2 separate regions of the Anser cygnoides genome follow, and region 1 is linked to region 2. Evidence: chromatin contacts called from public Hi-C data. All regions are on one chromosome and are shown on one strand. Each heading gives the region's core, a stretch centred on a gene start, on an enhancer-like site or on the middle of the called end of the contact. The rest is flanking DNA. Distances are from core to core; before and after follow the strand shown.

Region 1 (4,470 bases), core at 1,429-3,928, 72 kb before region 2:
TAATGTGACCCACATATAATTGTGTGAAAAGATGCCACTCTGCGCCTTTGTCAAAGAGGCTTCTTGTTACAGCCCAAGCTATCTAGTCCCTAGCCCCTTCAGCAAAGCGCAGTTTTCTTGCATTAAATCACCACTGCCCTCTTGCCAGCTGCTTAGAGTTTGCACATTATACAGAGGAGATGTATAATATATATTTATATATTTTTAAAATGTGACAGATTGTCTTGGAACATATGTGGTATTGCCTTGAAATGAACTACGTGCATGTGATGGCCAAGCCAGCAGACCTAGTGTATGTGTGTGTGCGCGTGCCTGTGTGCGTGTGGTTTGTATTTTTTTCCTTCTGTTGGAAATCTGAGAGGCTGGGACACTTGAGCTTTTCATGTTGCTTCTCTCTGAAATATTCATGATGAGTTGACGACCTTGATTCTTTGATACCTGCCATTTATTTATGTGCCACTGACGATAACTGCTGCTAAGTACATATGTCAGTGACATGGTTGAGTGAGTTGGATGATAAGGAGAAGGAGGGCATCCGAGGGATGTGTGTGCTGGAATAAGATTACTTTATAAGCTCTGAGGGCATTTTAGGAGGCTGCCATGCCATCTTATTCACCCCCTTTTGTTTTTCTGACTAAAAACCCATTTTCTTTGCTTCTTCTCCAGCTTTTTCCTCTAACTAGGAAGCCTGCTAGCTCATCGCTGCTTTTCTTATAGATGATCACTGGCTCAGTAATCAAGTGAACTGCTAATGAATTAGTCAATTACTCTTACATTTTAAAAAGAGAGAGAGAGAGATACAAGTCTGGGGAGACCCAAGGAATTCTTCTCAAGTGAGAAAAAGATTGAAATGGAGTCCAGGGAGTTGGTTAGCTGATCACAAGCATTTTGGTAGTTTGTAAAGGCAAGGAAGGATGAGGGAAGAGCAAAGGAAGGTAAAAAGAAGCAGGTGAGCAGGTAAGCACCAGTATCCCACAGATACTGATACAGATGTGAAATGTAAGCAGACAAATGTCATTGCTTTTGAGTCATTTCCATTTGGAAGGATTGTAACCTGAAGAGCATTAGGCATAAGGTTTTGGGGGTGGAGGGAAATATATTAACAAAAAGGGTTATGGAAGTGATGAAATAACGAAGAATATGGGGAAAAAGTTCCTGAGTGAAAATCAAATGCAGTCCAACATGAACCAGTCATCACTGTGGTTGGCAAAGCCTAGTTCAAGCCAGGCCTTGACTGGGAAGTGGACAGGTGATGGACACAGCTGGTCCCCTGCTTCTGGATGCTGAAGAAGGTACTCTGATAGCTAGATATATATTGACAAGAGTTTTCTTCCACCCAAGCCATGAAGTGAGGGAAGCCAGGGCAAGGGAGACGATGCAACAGAACCTCTCCTGCAGGGTCTCTTCTCACTGTATTTTGTATAAAAAAACTCCAGCTCAGTCTCTTTTTTGGGCTTTCGTTTTTTTCCCTTTCAGAAGTAAAAATAAGCACACACTTATATTGCAGTTTACATTCTCCTGAACATAACTTTCTTTTCTGTAAGAAAAAATGGGGAAAGGAAAGAAGACACTAGGGTAGAATTGAAATGCAAAAAGCACAAAAGGCTTCTGTGTATGCATCTTAAATCTGCAGCCATTCTAGAGAGGCAGGAGATAAGGTGGCTTAGGGAATGCAGCTGAGTCCGGAGAGGCATTTATTTAAGATTGATATCGAACCTTGGAATTGTGAGTGGGAGGGTATTTTTTTAGGAAGGAACAGGATGTTGCCAGGAGGGAGGGAGGCTGGCTAGGATGATTTATTATAAGAGGTCAGTAGCAGGAAGTCACTGGAGATACGCGATGGTCTAAAACGCAGGCCAAGGAACCCGGGTGAGGACACTGCTTTCTGCTCTGAGATCCTGGCTCCTCAAAATAGAGCCAACAAAGTGACTGGGTGGTCTAATTTAGGGTCATCTTTGGTGGTCCCGCATACTACATGTGTTTTGGTCAGCTCCCTTGTCTGCCTGTCTCCGTGCACAATGACCCGTCCTGCTCTTGGGTCTGTTGCACAGGCTTGTACCGTTAAAAAACAAAACAAAACAGAAACTGCATTTGTAAGAGAGATTTCAGGCCCATCTTAGGGCAAGAAGTCATTTGGTGCTTATACAGATAATTGTGCACATGGCAGCTACTGAGAGCATGAAGTAGTCATATTTATCATGGGGCTCCCTCCCCCGCGATAGGAAAATTCCCTGTGAAACAGAAATGGAAAGACTGGTGAGAGAAGAGGAGTCATGGCCGGGAGTGACCTTCCAGGCCATAAACAGAATTTGGAAGTTGAGCTGGATGTAAAGCTTTAACTAGTTGTCAGTCTGAAATCTGCAACTCCACATCAATGTAATGGCCCGCTGAGCTCAAGCAGAACCACTGCAGAAGTCTGTGCTTTTTGATACTCACGACACTAAATAAATTACTGAATATTAGGCACATTATCTGTCTAACATACCTCTGAGTGTCACTTATGTGTCTTTTGCTGTCCTCTCATCTGACCCAGTCAAACCTGGAGTCCTCTTGTGCTGGGAGCAGTTGTCCTTCCTGGGAAGAGAGACAACGTCCCAGAGAAACCTCAATTCAAATGGGCAGGAGTGTAGGGGAAAGGATTTTCCCTCCCCTGGGAATTGAAGCATGGCTTGGAAAGCAGCTGGTGAGCAGTGCTTTGGAGCGAATGGAAGGATGCCCTTTGAATTCAGAGGTCCTTAAATGACTTGCCAAAGGTCATACAGCGAAGTTGGTACAGGGCTAAGTTCACGTCCTCTTTATAGGGGTGAATATCAACCCAATTCTACAACATTCATGTTCAACTTCCAATTATTGCAAACCCAGCTGTGTTGTGGGTTTTTTAGTGCATTCAAAGCGTGCTGCTGTGCTTTTTCTTTCTACAGCTATTCTGGTTGTCCCTGCTGATAATAGCAGAGATTGGATCTACCCAAGGGGTAACATCTGAGCATTTAATGCTGTCCTTTTATCTAATGTCCTCTAGCCTGTGGTCCTGTTGTCCCCGCGCAGCTTGGTATGTGGTGATGTTCACTCTCCTGCTTACACTCAGTGAATGATTTATCATGTGTTATCAGTAGGACTCTGTACAGTGTCCAGGGACAATGTTTTCTTCCATCTGGTTCCAAGCTGGTGGAACACCCTTCCATATGGTTTTCACATGTGGTTCTCCTAGTACCTCCCTTCTATTTTTTCCCTGTGGATTCATCACTGCGCAGTTTGTATAACAACTACACTTTGTTTCACTTTATAAATTAATCACATACATGAATTAAAACTTCATCAACTGTGGATATTTTTTAAATGACAGAGGAAACCCTCCAGCTGGGTGAATCTATCTTCTAGAAGAAATATCCTGTCCCACATCATACTGGAAATGAACTGCTGCAGTGTTTCACAGCACTCTTCAGTCAGATGTTAGGCTACGGCTTGCTCTGGAGCAATCGTATCTAATAATATGTGTGAAAGTCTTTTATTTCAGCTCTGTTATTATGAAGGTGCTATTTGCAGGTTCATAGCATGAGCAGGACAGAGACCAAAAAAGATTTTTTTATGTAAATTGTCACAAGACACAGTGATTTACAAAGACCTGATACTGGGCACTCCAACAGACAAAGAGCTCTGTATCCCCAGCCTTTGAGTGATCCAACCTGTAAAGGGGCTCCTCTGTTAGAATCAGTTGCTGCTGGGTTTACTGGGCTTTGCAGATAACTTTTCTCTGTGGTCTTTGTTGATTTTATGTTAGACCTGGTAACACGCTTTTATCTTATCTGGCTTTTTCTCTTCTTTGCTCTCTGCGTTGTTTGCTATTCCAGAATAAATATGCAGACAGCCTGCCCCTGGAGGCCAGTGCACTGTGTTCCTCCCAGAGAGCATGCAAATATTTGCACCACACCAGGCTCTGAGCCACGAGACGTGAGCAGCCACACAAGTAGGTGCAGCAGAGGGCAGGGGTGGGAAGCCAGAGGGTGTGAAACCAGCAAACGGCAGCTGGGGCAGTTGGCGTGGAGCACTTAGCAAGGGACTGCCTGGTCTGCAGAGCAAAGATGGGGCACCAGGGAAAAGAGGATGTGTCTTTGGGGGTGTATGCGTAAATGTGCATGCCTGTGTGAGTTTGTGGTAAGGCCTCTGCATGTGCTGTGGTGGGTGTCATCTGGTGAATGTACGTGGGCAGCAGGTTCCCGTGAACAGCAGCAGGGATGGTACTCCAAGCCAAGTGCTGTTTTCTGGCGTTATCCATCCTGCTTCCAGACTCCTGTTTTTCAAAATAGCACATGGCATGTGTGTTTGCTTCTGTGTTTCTGTGGGTTTGAAATGGGCATGGTGGTGTACGGGGGTGTGTGTACTACCCATGTGATACGTATTGAGCTGAGGCACTTTGTCTTGAGCTTTTTGCCCTTACAGACATACCTTGGATCTGTTGAGGGTTCAGACCTT
Region 2 (4,863 bases), core at 1,559-4,058:
CAAGACACATTCCAGCATCTGATTATTTTATTTCATTGCTTTAATGTGGAAAGAAAGAGAGAAGCATTAATTTTTCCAGGTGGATTGGCCTGTTTTGGGGAGGTCATGACTTATGGTAGGTGAATTTGGATTAAAACTGACCCGAGCTATGATGTAAGTAATAAACTTGGTGCAAGTAAAATTTAAACAGTGTAGTAAGTAAAGGTAAAGAAGAGCTTTTCAAGGAAGGGCATGAAAGCTGGATTGCTGACTTCCATTCTGTATGGAATTGAAAAAGAAAAGTAGAGGCAGTAGAATTGTAGTTGCTTAAATGGCCTGATCAGCAAAGGAAACCTTAGAAAATCATGTGAAAGACCTCCTTGTAACCGTACATAGTACAGAAGATACCGGAGAGGAGTTTCTACTCCCTCAGATTCTGTAGTTTGGGAGGGAGGAAGGGATTGTTCCTAGTTGGAACGAAATGCTAAACTTACTGTGTCCTGCAGACCAATTTTAAAAATGGATTTAACGTTACCAGAACACTTTTTCTGTGGGATTAGTTGCTTGAACTTCTTTATTGTGGTATATAATACGGAAATGTAACAAACATTCTGACATTTTCATGAAAAAAAGTCATCAAAATCGATACTCCTCTTTAGATCTTTGCTCTGTAAAGATAATTACTGTTTCAACCGTTTTAAAGCAGCCGTGTTCCCTGTCTGAGGTCTTGGTCTGTAGATATGTGACCAGTCTTTACTCATGGGAATAGGGTTAATGAATTTTGTGAAACTGGATATGTGAGTATGGGCTGTCTAAATCAGAAAAAGTCATAGATTCATGTTTTGTAGGTCTGGTTTAATTTTTCAGTTTTGTGTCACTTCATAGGCATTTCTCTTAATTCTCCCCAACGTAGACAGAATTGGAAACAGGACATCTAAGGCTGGGAATTTGTGGCCAGCTTCTTATCTCTCGTTGGTTTTCCACTACTATAACTTCAATGACGGAGCATCTTTTTTTGTTTAAATATTCTGGTGTGAGAGAAATGAAGACCAAAGGACTTTGGATAGTTTATGATGGGTTACTGGATGTAAGTGGAAAATTAGAAGTGATCCATATCCGGTTTATTCTACTCTGTTCTCCATTTAATCATTGCAGTTCCAGGCACTGTAAATTTCTAAATTTTACTTGAAAATGAAGTGGCTCGTTATAACTGATGGTGCTAATCCTTCTGCTGGCAGTAGCTATGTTGCTGAAATGACATAATTTGTGACTTGCAGTGATCAGTGGTGTATGTGGGTTAAATCTAAAACCCCGTTTTGAATGGTTTTGCTCATATCTTACAACACAGTTGTTAACTACTACACGTGGCAGTTATGTTTGACGTTAGATGGCCAAAAAGTGAAAATAAATATTTAAATCCCATGTATGTGTGGTCCTGCCAAACAGAATGAAGATAGCAGGCTGATGTCCAATACTCTTAACTGGAACTACACGGCTTTTGGTTCTCACTGAACTTGGAAATTCCTGGGTTCCACTGCGCACTGTGAAGGCTTGCCAACTTCTAAGAGGTGTTATAGAGAGCAGTCATTCATTTTCCAAGTCTGGCAATAGACAAGAACTAAAAGGCCTAATTTTCAAGGTATTAGGGAAAACTTTTATCTATAAGCACTGGAATGAGATTGGCTTCCCTGACAGTTCTCTAAGTCTGGTCTAAATTGTAATATACAGGATTCCTGTCCAGAAGCAATCTGTGAGTAAGCTTTAATCCAAAAATCTTTGAGATCCTAGCTTCATTGTTGACTGAATTTCTGCTACGCGTGCATTCGTTGCTGCACCATTTGAAGCTGTGAAGGTCATATGCAGTACCTGACGGGCTAAACTAGTAAATTAGTAAAATGGTTTCATGAGTAGGGAATATATTTATGCATATGAGATCATTTTCTAACTTTGTGTCTAAAATGCAGATTTACGTACTCGAAACATAAATTGGAATAGATTGAATTCAGTGTTTTGGTGGAATATGGCAGGGCTGAGCTCAAGGAGACACATACTTTGGATCCTGATCAAAACTTTAAAAGTGAAAAGATTAGATTTGTTCCAATCCTGCCGTAACTGGGTGTAGTATAGAACATGGAACATCATTCCTGATCTGTTGGTTGAGTTCAGTTCTTTGATTTCTCTGTGTTCGCACTTTTTTTTGAAAGTGGTGTTTAGTACAGCTCTCATCCCTCTAATCCACATTTTTTGTTCTGTTCTTCTGCATTTGTGAAAGTTTCTTATCAAAGGGAGGAATTTCAAGGACTGTGAGGGTTTGAAAAAGAAACTAAAAGCACTGGCAAGGCAAAAGATCTCTCAGTTCAGTTGCTCAGCTTTCTTAACAAATTGCTGAAGTTTAAACACGGCCTTGCTCCTTCAGCCCAGCTTCTCTTTCTTCCTGGCTTCAGTTGTGGAAAAAATAACAATAAAACTTCACATTGTAATGCAGATTATAATGTTCACAACATCAAGATTGATTGCATTCACCCGTCACAAGAAAAACATGACCGTGGTCTACATCTTGGATAGGCACCAGGGCTTGGGATATCATCAAACCCTATGGGTCTGGAGGGGTTGTTTGTTGGTTGGTTGGTTTGTTTGATGTTTTTTTATTGTTGGTGGTAGTGGTATCTCACACAAAGAACTCAAGTCTGCAGAAGGAAGCCTTCTCAGTGTCCCAATCTGCCTCCCACCCATCGTCCAGCTGTAAGCACTGTGATAAATGGGCAGAATGGACACAATAGTGCAAGACAGAACAGAAAACCACAAATGACCTGCAATAATTTCTCTGCTGGGCAGCAAAGCAGTTGATCAAGGCCCAGGGATACTCAGTATGTTACGCTGTGCCTCTTGGAACCCCTTCAAAACCTCCAGGGTTGGACACACCTCCAGATATTTGTGAAACTATCAGGAAGGGAGGGAGTGTGGAATTTGTATGTGCTGGAAGATGGAAGGCCTTTGGTTCCCCTCAGATCATTTCAGTGGTATTTTCTTGGTTTGTACTGAATATCTTGGGGATGAGTGGAAAAGAAGAAAATTTGCAAAATTTAACATTTCAAGAATATTTAACTTTTTGATGTTATATTGGTAGAAAATGAGAATATTCATAGAAAAGCAGCTTGTTCATTTTCCTACCCTTGAGCCATAGTAGTTACTTTCCCAACAGCAACAACAGATTCTTACACACTCCATGTTTTTCCCTGTAGCTCAGAGTAAAAGCTAACTTCTTTCTGAACGTGTTTGCATTTAGTGAGACATTGACCTCTGAAGAAGAGTAGAAATTTGACCTAAGTGGTTTCTATTTCCAAAACTTGGGAAGATCTCTGCTCTAACTGCGTGACCAGGGCAATGACAAAAATATTCTTTGAACCTCATTCTGAATAGCTGAAGTGGACAAAATAGCTTTTCTAGGAAAATCTTTTGCACCCTAGTTGGACACTAATAGATGGTATGTGCAAAGTGCAAATTCTGAACTCTGTGTAGCAGCTGCCAGGAAGTTTAGTGAGACAGCGGCCATGGTGCTGGGCAGTATTTACTCACCAGTGGAAAGGGCATGACAACATTATATCAAATATTTTACTTGAAATTTGGAATGATTACCAAACATCTGTATACACACAAACTGGATTCTTCCTTTTGATTTTTCTTTATTTTTTGTTGTTGTTGCTGAAATAAAGTAATATTTTGAACTTCTTCAGATGCTCCCCACAATTGTATATATATATCCCCCAAAGTTGTCTTGAGTCCAGACAGTTCATTGTGGAAGAAACTGGGCCATTGCAGAGCTCTAGGAATTAATTTAAACTTTGAAGTTCTCTGCAACTACTGCTCTGGACTTACCTTGGGGACCCAGGATGCTCTGGTGGAAGAGCAATCTACCTTTCTTACAGCCATAAAGCCTGCTAGGATCTGGGAACCTAAAAACCAGACTTGTCCAGCAGTGGACAGCTGAGAAGCTGGAAGAATGAGCTGACGGATAATGAGACAGATTTCTGTTGGAAACCCACATGATTTATGTCAGGATATTATTGAGACTAGCATGTCTCTAAGGACAATCTCTGTATTTGACATGTTTGGGTTGTGCAGATTTCCGATGCAATTTCTGGACCAGTTTGTACCATGGTTACATGCCTTTGGTGAAGCTGTAGCATTGAGGGAGTCACGAAAAGAAAGGCTCTTCTGTCCGCTCAGATCTGCCGCACTAAAGTATGTCCAGATGGACAGATGACCTCCAGAGGTCCCTTCCAGCCTAAATTATTCAGAGACTCTGTGTTCTAGCATTCCAGAGGGAGTGTTAGGTGAAACTGGGACCATCCCATATGGGGAGGAAGACAGTTATAGCTGCAAGTCCTGTGTCTTGACCCTGTCCTCCGCCCTGGCCATCCATCACTGGGCACTGGTATTTTATTCTACCAGGGCGTCAATCACCATTTCAATTAGTGTGTGGGAGAAGAGTGTGTGGATGATAGTACCCGATCTTCCATTTGATTTAGGATGAATCACACTTAAGAGGGCATCTGAGGTTAAAGAACACAGGGATTCGGGACACAAGTATAAATCAACAGGCTTGAGGTTTTCATTATTCACCTTCTCGTGTATGGAGTGATATGACTCATTGGATCATAAAAGAGATCAAATAGCTTTGTTGCTAATAATTCTTTCCTTGACCCATTCCCTGGCACATTAGGTTTGTAAACAGAATTTTAATGGCATCCCTTGGAAGTAATAACATCACGCCTTTATAGTACCTTGGCTGACTGTATGCTCCTGGCTATAACTGTGCTTGGGTTTAATCCTTAGCCGTTTGTGGGAACTAATGCGCTTTCATATCTTCTTGAGTTTTCAGTT

What was found. Hi-C and Micro-C count contacts between places; a contact is called where the count stands out from the background.
Region 1: a Hi-C map of liver shows a contact between it and region 2, with 2.4 times the contacts expected there. The contact joins two enhancer-like sites. A contact is called at or near these places in 2 of 7 Hi-C or Micro-C datasets (both in liver).

The regions. Positions count from the first base shown.
Region 1 is chr17:12,787,864-12,792,333 of Taihu_goose_T2T_genome, reverse strand. The region is part of intron 12 of LOC106031380 (a long non-coding RNA gene); the gene reads left to right. Among named protein-coding and RNA genes, the nearest start is that of TBX3, 150 kb to the right of the region's middle. Within about 2 kb of position 2,678, at least 2 of the 3 cell types and tissues checked have open chromatin away from gene starts, as enhancers often do. A contact at or near this core is called in liver, where this site is marked.
Region 2 is chr17:12,715,221-12,720,083 of Taihu_goose_T2T_genome, reverse strand. All of the region lies in intron 14 of LOC106031380 (a long non-coding RNA gene), which reads left to right. Among named protein-coding and RNA genes, the nearest start is that of TBX3, 77 kb to the right of the region's middle. Within about 2 kb of position 2,808, at least 1 of the 3 cell types and tissues checked has open chromatin away from gene starts, as enhancers often do. A contact at or near this core is called in liver, where this site is marked.